Regions from separate parts of the Mus musculus genome. Here all the other regions are linked to region 1. The links are chromatin contacts, called in public promoter capture Hi-C maps. All regions are on one chromosome and are shown on one strand. The core of a region is the stretch at or near the end of the contact, and the rest is flanking DNA. Distances in the headings are between cores, read along the strand shown.

Region 1 (4,991 bases), core at 725-3,224:
GCCTCCCAAGTGCTAGTTGACCTTTTGAATTGGCAAGTTAATACACTGCACAAGGTTTTTATCTACTTGTTCTGACATGGAGGTAGGCAAGGAATGGCTGTTGCAGAGGGCTAGCTAGAACTAGCTCAAGGTAAGGCAACTAGCTTTTGGGTCTGCAACATCCCAGTCCGTCCACTGGTACTGACATTCTAATCAGCCAGCCATCTCCGAAGACAGGCTCCTTTTGAGTCGGGAAGTGTCTGTCCTATGGCTGAGGCTCCTGTGGGGAGCTTGCTTCAGCGAGCCTCTGGGACTGGATCGGTAGGAGCAGGCAAAGGGACTCATTACCCCCTCAGCCTGCGAGGCTTCTCAATGACTGCAGAAAGGAATCCTGGTAGCCTGCCTCAGCCTTAGAGACCTGGGGGAGCCAGTGGGGAGCTGCACACTCCTGCTGTCCCCTCACTGACCTCCAGACTCTCTCTGTAGTGACTGCTTTTGGTTGGCTGCCCAAATCCTCTGGTCGCAATACAGGATCCTGGTTCTCAGAGCCATAGTCAGAGCTGACCTGGTTCTTCCTAACATCGCTGTGGGGAGTTGCAACTGGTTTCACTTATATCCTGAGTGGCAGTCTGCTTAAAGCTGTTTTATCCTGCTTAAGTTTGTTAACCCCTAGTTGTCAGGTATCTGCTTTCTTCTTCTGCTGTCTGCTTGCTCTAGTCTTGGAGAAGGGTAGGGAAGAGCCTCGTGGAGGACAGGAGATGACTCACAGTATCAGGAATAATCGGATTGGTAAAAATAAACACACACAAGACAATACCTAACACCATAACTCCACCCTGCACTCCTTAATCTTTACCAGGCAGTAAACAAAGTTATAGAACACAAGTTTGCATATTTTTTTTCCTCCTGCTCCCTCTTCCAACAAAACACGAAAGCTGAAATAGAGAGAAAGGAATCCGATCCCCGTGATTTGAAAAACAAACAGATACCAACTCATCAACTTCTACTCATCTGAAGCTTCCCACTTCCGGATAACCACATTCTGGGCGTCCTCGTGTACACAGCGGAGGCTGGCAGCGCTGGCCGCTGTGTACAGCTGGCAGCGTTAGTTACAGGCTCAAGCCCAGAGCTCTGTTCTCATCTGTCTTCAAGGGCCCATGGTATGCACTAATAGCTTTAAAATTCATTTAAAAAAAGATGTATTTTTTTTTATTATTTTTAAAATGTGAGTACACTGTCACTCTCTTCATGCACACCAGAAGAGAGCATTGGATCCCATTATAGATGGTTGTGAGCCACCATGTGGTTGTTTGGAATTGAACTCAGGACCTCTGGAAGAGCAGTTAATGCTCTTAACCGCTGAACCATCTCTCCAGCCCTTAAAATCCTTTTTTTTTCTTTTCTTTCTTTCTTTTTGGTTTTACAGGGTTTCTCTGTGTAGCCCTGGCTGTCCTGGAACTCATTCTTTAGACCAGGCTGGCCTGGAATTCAGAAATCCATCCGCCTGCCTCTGCCTCCCAAGTGCTGGGATTAAAGGCGTGCGCCACCACTGACCGGCTTAAAATTAATTTTTAAGTAGCTAAATAATATTCCATCCCTCATCCCCAAACGGGAAATCAAACCCAGGGCTTAGAGAAAACAACCCCACAATCCACGAACTGTTTTGAAAGCTAGTTTGCAAAGATAGGGCCGGCTCAGGGCAAGACTGAGCCGTGCACATGCGTGGTCCTGCTTCGCTCTGTACCCTCCTCCCTCCCAGGACCTGTCCGTACCTTCCACTTCTCTCGAAGGGGAGACGGTTTCTCTGATCTGCAACTTTACAGGCAGGGAGTGGAGTCCCAAGAACTCCCAGAATCCAGAGGAAATTTTCCGCAAATCTTTCCTCTTCGGTAGGGACAGGGCATGGACTGACTAATTCTCTCTGACTTTTTTGAAATGTCAGTTTTGACGTCACCCCTGCAGAATGGCTTCTCTCGGCGGCCGGAACCATCTACGCTTTTCCGCGGGGCGACTTGCCGCGCCGAGGGGCGCGCGTGGCCGAGGGGCTTGGATTCCTTGCCTGGAGGAGCATTACGTGACACAGCAAGGCTCCGCACATCCTAGTCGCCTGCGGGGGACGCAACGCTGCTCGCTCCGGCTAGTCACTGGCGTTGCCTGCCCTCTGCCGGCCTGCGGATGGTTCGGTCCGGCTGGGTCACGCGCTAAGGCTCAGTGCAAGGGCCTGCGGAACGGGCTAGCACTTGCCGAGGGGCAGAACAGTGGCGACAGCCCCAGGACAGTTGCGAGCGGGTTCCGGCCCAGCATCCGGGAGACGGCGGCAAGCGCCCCAGCTGGGTTGGTGTTGGGCCATAGGGCTGAATGGAAAGCGCGGATGGTAAACACCTGGGAGAGGGAGGTGGCAGGTTCCACCCCCCGTTTGGGGTAATTGCTTTAGTTTGACTGAATACTGTTGGGGACGTCGCCCTGCCAGTCAACCTCCGTTTTCTAGCAGGATGGCCGTCTGAGGACAGGGCAGGCAAGACACCTCATTTCTCTCCACTCTTAACAGGGTAACTCGTCCTCATGCGTTGGAAGAAATGGTTAGCCCTGGGATTAGCCAGTGGATCGCCGTTGAGGTCACAAGTGGCCCATAACAGTAGGGGGCCAGGAGGACCTACTGCAAGTATAGGGTGAATTTCCATTTCTCGGGGGTGGGGGTGGGGAAGCCTGGTACCACCCATGGTGTCCGGCAGAGAGAAAGACTACAGCTAGTGTATTGCTGGCAGTGCCGAGCTATCATAGTTGTCATTAAACAGTAGAGAGGACATGGCACGTGACAGTGTTTGCTCTGCTAGTGTCAAGTGACTGGGTGCTCTTTAAAGGAAGTCCTGCTGAAGTTGGCAGTAGTAGAGAGGGGAGTGGTTCTAAGTTGGAGATAAAGTTCCCTGCTGAGTTTCTTACCCACTCTATACTAGCTAGTGTAGTAGGGGGATCAGTGAGTTTCCTGTGGGAGACAGTTACAGCTCCTGCTGACTTCCGTGGAGATCCTTGTAACCCCTTGTTTGCCTACAAGGCACTCTTAGTGGCCTGGTGCTGTGAGAAGACAAGAAATAGAGATGAGGAAAAACTAGGGCACACCAGGGAAGGATGGTGTGGGTCTCGTTTGCCAGGCTTGTGGTTCAGACAGCGGGAGCAAATCTCGTACATGCACAGCCTGCCTCTCAAAGTATGACGCTGAGGAGACTGTCTTCAGCTCGAAAGGTTACTAGGAAAGGGTGGTTAGGCACACTCCCAGAAGCCGGCTCCTGTGGTAGAAGAATGTGGTAGACATTGGGATTGGGAGAGTAACAGAAGACCTAGGCTCCTTCCTCACCGGAATTCAGACGCCATATGCAATCCCGTCAGAGAAGCCTGTTGCCCAGTGCCCAGGAGGATTTCCAGAGGATAAGTGACAGTTGGTGTTACGGGCTGGGAAGGATTAGAAACTCAGGTAGTAGGTTTCTCGGTGGCTGCAGAATGGAGTGTCATGTAGGTTCCATTACAGTCTTCCAGGGGCTGCCTGGGCTGAGGAATGAGTAACCAGAAGATTCGAAACTCTTGTTGGACAAACCCCCTTTTTTTCTTTTTTAAAGATTTATTTATTTATTTATACACTGTAGCTGTCTTCAGTCAGCACCAGAAGAGGGCATCGGATCCCGTTACAGATGGTTGTGAGCCACCATGTGGTTGCTGGGAGGTGAACTCAGGACTTCTGGAAAAGCAGTCAGTGCTCCTAACCACTGAGCCATTTCTCAAGCCCACAATTTTTGTTTTTTGTTTGTTTGTTTGTTTTTTTGGTTTTTTGAGACAGGGTTTCTCTGTAGCTCTGGCTGTCCTAGAACTCACTTTGTTGAAGAGGCTGGCCTCGAACTCAGAAATCTGCCTATTTCTGCCTCCCAAGTGCTGGGATTAAAGGCGTGCGCCACCACACCCGGCACGATTTTTGTTTTTTAAGATCCAAAGCACAACAACAAATACAAATCTCCAGCTCCTCCTGACAGTCCCTGATTTGACTGTTAGCTGCTCCGACTCACGCTGCAAGAGCTTTAGCTCTCAGAATTTGGTCTGATTTTTTGTTTTCTTGTTTTCTCTTTCTCTAGACAACCTCAAGTCTTTGAATTCGAATAGTGCAGCTTGCTTACCTGACTCTTCCGGCGGGCCTCGTACATGTTCTGCTCTAGGCGGGATGGTGCAGTTGTGATGTGCTAAGCATAAGGTTGGTACTGACACTCCGTACTTGGGCCGTGCACGTGCATGCTTTGCTGAAGGGTGCTTATTTCTCCTCCTTGCATGCCCCTCTAAGAAGGACGTGGCCCCGTTTCCAGGATGCGTGCTTCTGCCCTGGGTCCTGACTCTCTTATTTCCCCAGCGTCTTTATTCTGTTATTGGTTGCTTCATATCCTCTTCCACACTGGGCTCTTTTTCTGTTTGAGACAGTGTCTCATGTTTCTTGTAGCCCAGGCTGGCCTGGGACATTCCATGTAGCTACAGCTGAGTGATTCTCCTGCTGGCATCTGGTGCATCCATTCCAGATGTGTGCCACCATGATCCTTAAACCATAGTAGTCCTCGACCTCGATGGAGTGATCCCTGAGTCCCTTCTGTGCCCTTCAATTCGTAGGCTCCGTTTTCATTGTGGTCCTGCCTGAGCCTCCTTGGTGACCTCCAGTTTCTGCAATTACAGTGGTCATCTCGATGAGCAAGTCATTTGGGGCCCTCCTTGTGTTGGGAACGTCAGTGGACAGAGAAGGGACTGTGTTTAACTAGACAAAGTCTCCACCGAGAGGGGCTTAGCAGTTGTAAAGGGAAAACAAGCAACATAAGTCCCAAGCCTAGGGCGAGTGACAGAGTGGGAGCTGGTTGGGTTGGGGGTGTTGGTCCGTGTGAGCTAGTTTGTAAGGACAGGCACATGGGGGCCGAGTGCTCAGAAAGAACGAGGTGGACAAAGGTCTGCGGCGTGTTCAGGATCTCCAGCAACTCTTTCTCATGCTGCAG
Region 2 (4,991 bases), core at 724-3,223, 580 kb after region 1:
AATAAAGTTTCTTTGGCTTTCTATTTCTTTTAAAAATTTTAAAGATTTTGTTTTTTAAAAAATAAATATTTTTAAAAATTTAAGATTTTTTTTTAACTGTGTGTGGTTTATGCACGTGCTTGTGGAGGCAGAAGCTTCAGAGTCCCTGGAACCGGAGTTATGGGCAGTTGGGAGCTAGGAACAGAGCTTGGGTCCTCTGTGACAATAGTATGAAGAGTTTCTTCAGTTCAATTGTCCAACTTCCTTTTTAATACACACTTGGGGATGGAGTGATGGTTCTGTGGTCAAGTCCACTGCAGCTCTTGTAGAGGAACTGGGTTTGGTTCCCAGAAACTGCATAGTAACTCAAAACATCAGTAGCTCCAGTTCCAATGGATCTTCTGGACTTTTTGGGCACCAGGCACCCATATGGTATACATACATATTTATAGACACTCACATATATAGATAAAATAAGTAAATCTTGAAAAATTATATATATTTAAGTGAATATACAATTTAACATTCAAAGTTCATGTGCAATATGAAAATTTCACTGTGGCTTCAGCTGACCTGGGGAGGTAGGAAGAGCCTGCCTAGGTAGGTATCCACTTCAAATGTATCATCCATTACACATGTGGATATTAAATATCTACAAAGGCTGTTTAAAATTTTAACTGACACAAATAATTATTTACGGGGTACAGAGTGATGTTTTGAGCGGGACTACAATGTACAGTGGTCACATTACAATAAACAGAATGACTACCACCCTGTCTCCATTTTTTCATAATTTTAGCCTTTTTAGGTACAGAAAGGGAGTTTGGTTCTTGACTATTAGCCTGCGGTTTTCTGGACACCCCATCTCTTTGTCGACTTATCCATGAGGCTAAGACAGGCTTCTGGCATGGCTGGAATCACAGGTCTCAGGAGATGTCCTGCCATTTCTCCAGGGTTGGTGGCAGGCAGCGACACCCAAGGCTTTGTATAAACACTTGCTGTGTGTTGAGGGTGAGAGAGAACAGGCAAGCACCCCCATAGACGTTTACAGAAGCAGCATTTGAAAATGGAGCCCTGAGCGATGGAAAGGGATGTGTTAGGGTCAAGAAGGTGACTATTGCATCGAATCCTGCCAGGCTCAGCACCCACAACTCTGGGGAGAAAGCTCTGGAGGTCTCAACCCCCAAACACAGTGAGGATGCCCTGTACCCTGTGCCTGGACACAACAGTGGCTGAAGCAGGCCCTGGTAACAGAACTGTCTCCTGCTAACTCAATAGATAGGGCTCCAGGCTCAAAAGAATCTCCCAGGGCCCTCAACATCTCCTACCTGTGGGACTTCTCCCAACAGCACACGGGGTGGAAGAACTGGATAGGGAGGACAGAGCCTGGGCCTGATTCCTGCATCGATGGGGAGAGTTAACGGATTCCTCCTCACCTGCACCCTGAAGGAGGCCACCCCATCACTGCCTCTCAGGCAGTGCTATGCCCATGCAGGTGTCTGGTCCTCTCAGTCAGCTCTGAGCGTGCACACAGGTCCAAGACCAGTGTGGAGACATGGTGCTTGTCTGACATTTGGCCTGCGCCTCTTCCCACTTTGGCCATCTGTCGGTCACATCATTCTCTTCAATTCCAGGGCCCAGCTGGAATATCAGAGACCCTGGGGTACTGTGAGAAGGACATTACACCTCCTAGGGCTGACACGACCTTCCCACTCTGACCTTGGCGCTCTAGAACGCTTACTGGCCTCAACCCCCGCATCCGCGGAATGGGCTGGAATTCCGCAGGAAGGCGCGCGTGCGCACGCGCCGGCGGACACGGAACTCCATACACCACACCCTTGCTCGTTCTAGTGCCGGGAGCCAGAGTGCTAGCCCGGGACCCGATCCGGAAACAGAGCGACCTCGGCTCCGCCCCGTGAAGGCTACAAAGTGCAGACGCGCAAGCGCCATCCGTGTGGGGGCGGGGCCCTCTGCGTGCCCGCCCTCTTCCCCCGGCGTGCCCCGCGGCAGGCGCTGACGTGGCTGCCGTCAGCGCCGCCATCTTGTGGGAGCGAAACCAACGCCTGGCTGGGAGCAGCCGCCGCGGAGGTGAGACGCGGGGCGCGCTGAGGCCGAAACTGGGGAGGCCGCGGGCTGGTCATCGTGGGAGTCAAGGGGGCGCTCAGCTGCGGCTGCTAAGGACCGAGTCCGGTCGGGCGGCCTGAGGTCTATGCTCAGTGAGCTCGGCGGCAGGCCGGACAGAGGATCGGGACGCCCCGGAGTCCCGCGTCGCCCACGGCCGCTTGGCCCTCCCCCACTCCGCGGCCCTTACGCCTGCCTGGCCGCCCGCCGCGGGCCGCAGCCCGGAAGTCCGGCCAGGACGCCGGCTCTTCTCCAGGAAGCCAGGTTTCCTGCTGTTCCTCTCTGCGCCTCTCCTAGGCTCCACGGCCCGAGAGCCTGGGAGCGGGGAGCAGGGTTCGGGGGGTCACGGGGTTTTCCTTCTTAAAGGCTAGCCGGCCGCTTCAGATACGGCATGAACCGCGGGCTTGGGGAAACTGAGGCTCGGGTGGCCCCGAGACGACGTCAAGGTCACTCGGGTGGCGAGGTCTTCCTCTTCTGTCTCTCGAGTCCGGTTCCTGTCGGCCTGGAGGACCGAAGTTGTAGGAAGGGGGAAGGGAAAGGGACAGGTGTCGGACAGGGGCTCCGAACTGCGGATCCAGGTGCTGGGATTTAACACGCGCATTTGCGGATCTCGGGGGATACCAGAATACCCACTGTGATCCCCAATTAGCCGTGATTTGGGCCCCGAATATCGTCGGTGAGATCTGCATTGGGGTGCCGATGGCCCCCGGAGGGGTTTGAGCCTTGTTTCGCCTCTTGACCGGCTCCTTTATGCACTTTTGGGTGGATTAGAAAGGCCATTCTGAATTGGAGAATCTTTAACCTGCCCATGGAATAACCCGTTCCCGGCCTCTGAGCAGTCCGCAGGTACAGAGACCAGGTCCAGTACACAATTCTGGCTGTCCATTTAGGGTGGTCGTGCCATGTCAGTTTGTAGTGTAGGTAGCTACATATGTTGTATGGTCTAGCTACATAGAACAAATGCAAAATGCTAGGGATTCTGTTCACATCAAGAAGGAATTCTCCCATTCAAACAGCAACTGGCTGCTTTGTCAGGAAAGGAAGGGTCAGCTGCTCTTGGTCCCAGAAGTCATTGGAGAGCCCAGTAGTTGATGCCACAACCCATGTTGGAGTCTTCTGTTGTAGTTCTTGTTTCACAACTAGTGGTCAGCAGTTTTTCCTGCAGGCTGATTCTGGTGGTTTCTGCCGTGTCTGTCAGAAGACTAGTGAGGTGCCATGGTGCTTTGTGTGCTGGCCTCGTGTCTCTCCTCTGTCTTAGCCAGTATCCACAGTGCCTGACATAGGTGACTATAGTGTCCTCACTTTTGAACTTTTAGCAGCACTAGCAGAAATAGCCTAAACTATGAGATTTGATGCACTGTGTTACTACCTGGTTTCTCTGTTTCTCCAGAGAGTTGTGTGGTGTAAGGGCCAGTCACAGATGTGTGAACTACATTGTCTTCTGTGGCATAAAGGTTTCCCTTATTGGAATGTCTCTCACTTATCCTTAGATTTGAAAATGGGTCTGAGTCACTGGATCACCACACTGTTCTCTTGCTTGTGAGGCAGATGTACAGAATTGCTACTTCAAAAAGGTTTAGGAGCTAGATGGTAGAGTGCTTTTCTAGCCTTCGTGAAGTCTTGGTTTGGATCTCTAGCACTGCATACAAGGTTTAAGGCAGTGTGAATAACAGCTGACTCATACTCAGTCTACTCATCCTGAAAGGAAAGTAGCAGTAACTAGTTCTGTGGCCCTCACACAGCTGTGATTGTAAGTCATGCATCTGGGACGTCCACTGTGCCCCTTGCCCCTTGTAGAACGGATATTCAGAATCTTTGCTCCACTGGGCTGCTTCCTCTGCCCAGGACCAGACAGGCTTCAAAATACCTTTTCTTTTTCTTTTTCTTTCTTTCTTTTTTTTTTTAAAGTAAAGGTAAATTAGACCAGCAGTTGCTGTGGTAACCCAGTGTCAGGCAGCCTAACCAAGAGAAAAAACTTGTTGTGCAAGTTCATGCAATAGCTTGTCACAATGCTTTGAAATTGTTTGGTCAATTTTTTTTTTCAGATTCTTAGAATTAAATGTTACATTGATGTGCAGGGTTTTTCTGTATAGCCCTGGCTGTCCTGGAACTCCCTCTGGAGACCAGGCTAGCCTCGAACTCAGAAATCTGCCTGGGTGTTGGGATTAAAGACATAAGCCACCACCTCCTGGCTCTGATATACAGGTTTAAATCTACTCGTAATCACAAAGGCTGTGCTGCTCTAGGTTGCTCTGTCATTCCTGGTCTTCCCTGTTGTCTTTCTTGAATCTCTTTGACCTTTTCATGAAATTGTCAGAGATGGTAAGGAGAGAAAAATGGAAATTTCTTTGACTTGAGATTTGACACGCAATAGCATCTTTTTGTGTGTATTCTCTATCTACTATTGAAGATTTGACATTGCCTACTGAGAAGTTAAAAGGTAGCTGGGGGTGGGAGTGTGTATACATTGGGATTCCTCATTACACACCAACGTCTGTGTCCAATATTGATTGTGATACAGATTATAGATAATAGCTTGGACGGTTTGTCAATGTCCTGAAGGGTAACTCAGCCCTCTCAGGTGGGTCAAGTGACCTGATTAGCTGGAAAACTTGTTAGTGTAGGCACATCCAATCTCTATTTCCAGGGGGACCTTTTAGGTGTTCCCCCGAGTTCCCCCACCCTGTGCTGCTGCAGATAGTCGGGAGACTGATGAGAACCCCACACACTTATCTGATCCTGGGTCCTGATTTTTTACTCACAGTGGTAACAGTTTGGTAGCCTTCAGCAGCCAATAGACTAGGAACAGTGGCACTCTCTGCAGGCCTTGATAATAGGGAAAGTTTTAAGTGATAAGAGCAGAATTGACAGAAAATAGGACAGCTGGCCAA
Region 3 (4,991 bases), core at 1,749-4,248, 540 kb before region 1:
TGGAACTCACTCTGTAAGACCAGGCTGGTCTCGAACGCAGAAATCTACCTGCCTCTGCCTCCCAAGTGCTGGGATTAAAGATGTGCACCACCACTGCCTGGCTTTTTTTTTTTTTCTTTACTTTTCTTTCTTTCTTTTTTTTTTTTTTTTTTACATCTGTCTAAGAAAGGACCTGTATTTAGTCCACACATCCATATCAAATAACTACCACATGCTGTGAGCCTTGGACAGGTCCTTTGTTTCAGAGTTGAATTAAATTGTTATACCAGCATTTACTTACAAACATCTTAGTAGGTGTGGGGAATGGTGAAAACACCTAGTAGGGTCAGTTGGCTTGATCAGGGAAGATACAATATGAGGGATAAAAAGAAAAGAAAGCAAGAAGAGACGATAACCCAGTGAAGACCCCAAGCTGGAAAGCAGAAGTGATACAGGGTCTATATTGCATTTGTATTCCATAATGGCTGGCAAGCTCCTAGGGCTTGTAAGGTGAAGATGGATCGGATTTTAGTTTTTATTATAGCTGTTGTGGCAAGAATTACAAAAGGAGTGAGGCTAGCCAGGAGTGGTGGTGCAAGTCCTAGCGCTTGGGAGGCAGATACAAGCAGATCCCTGTGACTTTTTGAGGCCAGCCTGGTCTACATAGTATGAGGCCAGCTTGAGCTACACAGAGGGACCTGTGTCAAAACAAACAAACAAACAAACAAAAATGGAAAGGAAAGGAAGGGGAGGGGAGGGGAAAGTGAGTGACCAGAGTGGTTGTAATACAGAGGGGTGGGACATCACTAGGAACTTAGTTTATAGGAAGGTCTGAGACAAAATCTAGTTTGGAAGGTTATGCCTAAGCTAAAGTAATTGATTGACCCAATAATAGTGTTTGAAAGAGGAGTAGTGCTAAAATCAATTGCCCTCCAGAAGAATTTTGCTAGGAGAGTCAGAGGTTCGAGGCCACAGACAGCCATGAGGAGCCCTGAAGTGAGAGGGCACTAGGAGAGATTGCATCAGAATCTTGGCAGCCACATGGTGCCCAGAAGAGAAAGACAAATCTTCCAGTTCCATTAGCTCCCTCAGATCCAGAGAACAAAGGGACTTACGACTCACAGTTTTGGGGGGCGGGGGGGGGGACAACGACAGTGGTGGCTTTTAGTTCTATACCATGTGACCTGACCTGACCTAGTCTACATGACTCCTGGCACGGTGGCAGGCTTAGTTAAGAGAGTAAAGTTGCAATTCAGGTATGTCTTGGCCCAGGAATCAGGGGAAGCTGGGTTTGCTCACATCTGTAAGGAGTGAAAGAGAGAACTTTGTGAAAGCTACAAGGTCAGAGCGGCTCTCTATAACCAACCTTGTGAAAGGATACTGAAGAGGTGTGGCCTGACTTCTGAACCACACTTGAATTAAATAAATTATCCCAATATCTACTTACAAACATTGACAGGTTAGTGGGTGTATGGAACTATGAAAGCACACAGTAGGGATCTCTGTAAGAGAAATTTCTCGATTGACTAATATGAAGATTTACCAAGAGGCACGACCTCATGTCTAACACAGAATCCACTTTCTTAATCACAACTCTATTGTACCCAGCACACTAGGGACAGACATTGTCACATGTTCTCTGCCTACAGAACAAGGCCCAAAGAATCCTCCCCTATGGGGAGGATGTCAATAATTTATCCAAATGGGGGTCCCATTGACTTGCCTGATGATAGTGTCCTTGGTGAAGACCAGAGGTAGGATGTGGAGAAGCAGCAGAAAGCTTTACAAACAAATCAACCAGGTAGCCTCGTCACTGGTTTACCTGGGAAACAACAGCCTGGGTTAGCTGGACCTGAAACACTATGTAGACCCTATGAGTCCCACAGTAATGAGAATAAAAGCAACTGATGAGAATAAGTCCTTGTCGTACTCTCAGTGCACTCCACTTATTTAACTCCATGCCAGTTCTGGGAGCTATTTAAAAGGGACATCTTAGTGTCCCTACTTCCCAGATAGGGAAATTGAGGCTTGAGGTATGTGTGTATGTGGGGGGCCGGGGGGGGGGTCTGTGACCAAAGTCATAGAGTGAATTACTGACAGAGACTGAGATGGAACCTTGATATCTTTATTCTCATCGCAAACACTTCATACGGCACCAAATGAAATACCTTATTGCAGATCAAGAGGATGGATATAACAGCCAAACTCTAGAATGAGTTATCAGTGTATCGGGTACCTCTCTTTCAGTGAAACGAATCAGGCCAGGAAACTGGCTGATGGACCCTTTTCCTACTTGCTTTTGCTAGTTTAAGATTTTATACGCTCTTTTCTTTTTCAAAAGCCCGATTAAGTCTCAGTACAAGTGTAAAAATGACATGTGTGCTCATTTTACAGATGAGACGGGTCAGGTCGGAGTCCTCCAAGAAGAGTTACAAGACAGACCTCAATCATGCAACCTCTAATCTTCTGGAGCTAAACTCTTGATTCTTACCTTCCTAAGGACTGTCTCCCCTTGCAGTAGACGCTTCGTTTGGTTGCTGGGGAACCAAACACCGCCACTTGGTTGCTAAGGGGAAGTCAAGCGATAAATATCCTGGGTGAAAGTTGATTCGTCACGTGGCCATATTTCTAACACCAACCAGACTTGAAGAAAACAAACGTTTCTCCAATCAGCACAGTCAACGAGCTTCAACTTCTAGTTACGCTTTCTTTCTGCCCGCCTATGTAAACGATTGACACACCTTTTATCCAATAATAGTAAAGATTCTCTAGACTGACCAACGTGCTAATGAATCAAGAAGAACGGCCACTCGTTTGGAGGCGGGTCCGGGGGTTGTGCCGCTAGGCTGACGGAGACCCTAGTGACTTAGCTTGCTTCGTGCCCAATCGGACGCCGCGGGGTGGGTGGGACTTCACTGAGAGTGGAGTGTCGTCCAATCGGAAGTGGGCTGGTTAGACGCTGCCCAATAGAGATGCACCCAGAGGGCGAGGTCAGGCCGGGCGCTCAGCGTTCCGGAGGGTGGGGCGGGGGCAAGTGTCAGTCAGGGCAGAACGCGGCGCGGGCAGCGGAGACCCGTGGCACACAGGAGTCCGGGCTGGAACGAGGCCCGCCGAGATGGAGTTCCTGCTGGGGAATCCGTTCAGCACCCCTGTAGGGCAGTGTCTTGGTAAGGCCGCGCGTGGGGCAGGCGTCGAGTGAGCCACAGCGGCTGACCGGGCTGGTGAGATCCGCGGGCCTCCTCCCGGCACTGAAATCACCTCACGTGCGGGTTGGGCCTCTGCCAATAAGTGGTGTCATCTCAAAGGTGGACTGGGCATCCTTGTCACGAGGCCTCTGCCTGACGCTGGTGCCACCTCACCCTACAAGGAGGCTCCCCCGAGGTGCCGATTGGACTTAGAGAGGTCCCCGGCATCCCTGCCCATCAGGGCCCAGCCTTTCAAGTCTCTCCCCAGAAGTAGTGTCCATGCTAGTCTGCTTACCCTTGCGTATTGGGAGATGTCACTGCGAGTACTCTTCCCCAGGTATCTCGCTGCCTTTGCTCCCAGGGCCTCTGTCTCCCGGAGCCTTTGTGGAATGGAACTCTTTCTTCCGTCCTTGTCCCTGCTCATTGGTACCAATGGCTCTGAGGCTGGGCACTTTCCCAGAAAATGCCCCATGCTGCACGACTTCTAATTTGAGCTGCAACTCAGTCAGGCTGTAGGAGGGACTGGGATGGGGGAGGCCCTCGGGGAAAGTGACTGGCTTGGCAGGGGGATGGCGTGGCGGCAGAATCTCCTAGGCCTCCTAGGAAAGAAGGGAGGCAGGGCTGCTTTGTTGATAAGCAGTCCATTGGATCCCGGAAACTTGGACTCCAGTAGTGACTTTGCCAGGGACGCTCCTCCTGACCTTGTGCGCTTTATATTTTGACGTTCTCTTGTCTGCCACACGGGGTATTTGGAGATAAGATGTGGTGGGACTCTTCAAGTTCTAAAGTTCTGAATCTTCCTTGTTGATATTAAGCGTCTCCTTACATTGCCTCTTGCTCTCCCACTACATAAAGTGGTAGTAGAGTAATCAGAGCAGCTGTCAGTAGTGTAAGGAGTTAGAGGCGGGCCGCATGCTGCATAAGGAATGGCACTGGCCGCTGTGAAGTTTCCTTACAGAAGAAAACACTGGCAGACCAGGGAATAGTCCAGTGGTAGAGCATTAACTTAGCACACACAAAATCCTGGATTTGATCTAGGATCCAGCACTGCAAGTAATGAATAATAAAGCAATTTGGCCTTTCATCCAAGGTGGGAGCTTATGCCAACAGATCAGTCAAAAGTGCTGACTAGCTTTAAAAACAAACAAACTTGGGGCTGGAGAACTGGCTCACCGGTTAAAGACATTGGCTGTTAATCCAGATTCAGGCCCTGGCACTGCATAGTGGCTCACAACTGGCTGTAACTTCACATCCAGGGGATTGATTGCCCTCTTCTGGTGTCTTTTATATACATACCTAAACATACCATGTAAATGGTGCACAGACAGGCAAACAAAACGCCCACATATGTAACATTTTTGAAAATTAAAGTTGGGTCTGCCGGCTGGTTGAAATCATCTTTTATGAACTGGGCTCTGTACTATCCTTATGGGTCTTATAGTTCAAGCAGTAGAGACTTGCTTGTTTCTACTTTGTATATGAATTTATAGCCTACTTTTCTGTTGTTAAGCTTACAAACTTACGGAGGCTTTTTCTGTTGTTGATTGACATTTGGGAGCATTCTGTTCCTTTTGGGTTTTTTGTTTGTTTGGTTTTGGTTTTTGGCTTTTGGCTTTTTGTTTTTGTTTTTTGAGACAGGGTTTCTCGGTGTAGCCCTGGCTGTCCTGGAACTCACTTTGTAGACCAGGCTGGCCTCAAACTCAGAAATTCGCTTGCCTCTGCCTCTCACGTGCTGGGATTAAAGGTGTGTGCCACCACACCCTGCCATTCTGTTCTTTTTTGATAAAGTGTCTTTTATAAGTGATCATGGATTCTGGGACCTGAAAG

Evidence for each region. Promoter capture Hi-C pulls out the DNA fragments that hold promoters and counts their contacts. Capture Hi-C pulls out chosen DNA fragments and counts their contacts.
Region 2: a contact with region 1 is called in a promoter capture Hi-C map of liver. The contact joins the promoter of Arf1 here to the promoter of Flcn in region 1. A contact is called at or near these places in 7 of 39 promoter capture datasets (the 3T3-L1 cell line, the HPC-7 cell line, cranial neural crest and 2 more), 3 of 484 Hi-C or Micro-C datasets (CD8 T cells and embryonic stem cells), 6 of 115 datasets of contacts at active chromatin or transcription factors (bone marrow-derived macrophages, embryonic forebrain, embryonic stem cells and 2 more) and 3 of 9 other capture datasets (adipose tissue, embryonic stem cells and liver).
Region 3: a contact with region 1 is called in a promoter capture Hi-C map of liver, with 4 times the contacts expected there. The contact joins the promoter of Tom1l2 here to the promoter of Flcn in region 1. A contact is called at or near these places in 12 of 39 promoter capture datasets (the 3T3-L1 cell line, 3T3-L1-derived adipocytes, the C10 cell line and 7 more), 2 of 484 Hi-C or Micro-C datasets (CD4 T cells and pre-B cells), 3 of 115 datasets of contacts at active chromatin or transcription factors (large pre-B cells, memory CD8 T cells and pancreatic cancer cells) and 2 of 9 other capture datasets (liver and pancreatic islet).

What each region holds. Positions count from the first base shown.
Region 1 is chr11:59,807,022-59,812,012 of GRCm38.p6, reverse strand. Flcn (folliculin) reads left to right here and starts at 1,974. Exons shown (of 13, transcript NM_146018.2): 1 at 1,974-2,353; 2 at 4,098-4,213. Gm16062 (predicted gene 16062) reads right to left here and starts at 1,933. Exons shown (of 2, transcript NR_045686.1): 1 at 1,752-1,933.
Region 2 is chr11:59,225,249-59,230,239 of GRCm38.p6, reverse strand. Arf1 (ADP-ribosylation factor 1) reads left to right here and starts at 1,973. Exons shown (of 5, transcript NM_007476.3): 1 at 1,973-2,067.
Region 3 is chr11:60,350,912-60,355,902 of GRCm38.p6, reverse strand. Tom1l2 (target of myb1-like 2 (chicken)) reads left to right here and starts at 2,998. Exons shown (of 15, transcript NM_153080.3): 1 at 2,998-3,146. The coding sequence starts at 3,095. Drc3 (dynein regulatory complex subunit 3) reads right to left here and starts at 2,523. Exons shown (of 14, transcript NM_029044.2): 1 at 2,471-2,523; 2 at 1,703-1,801.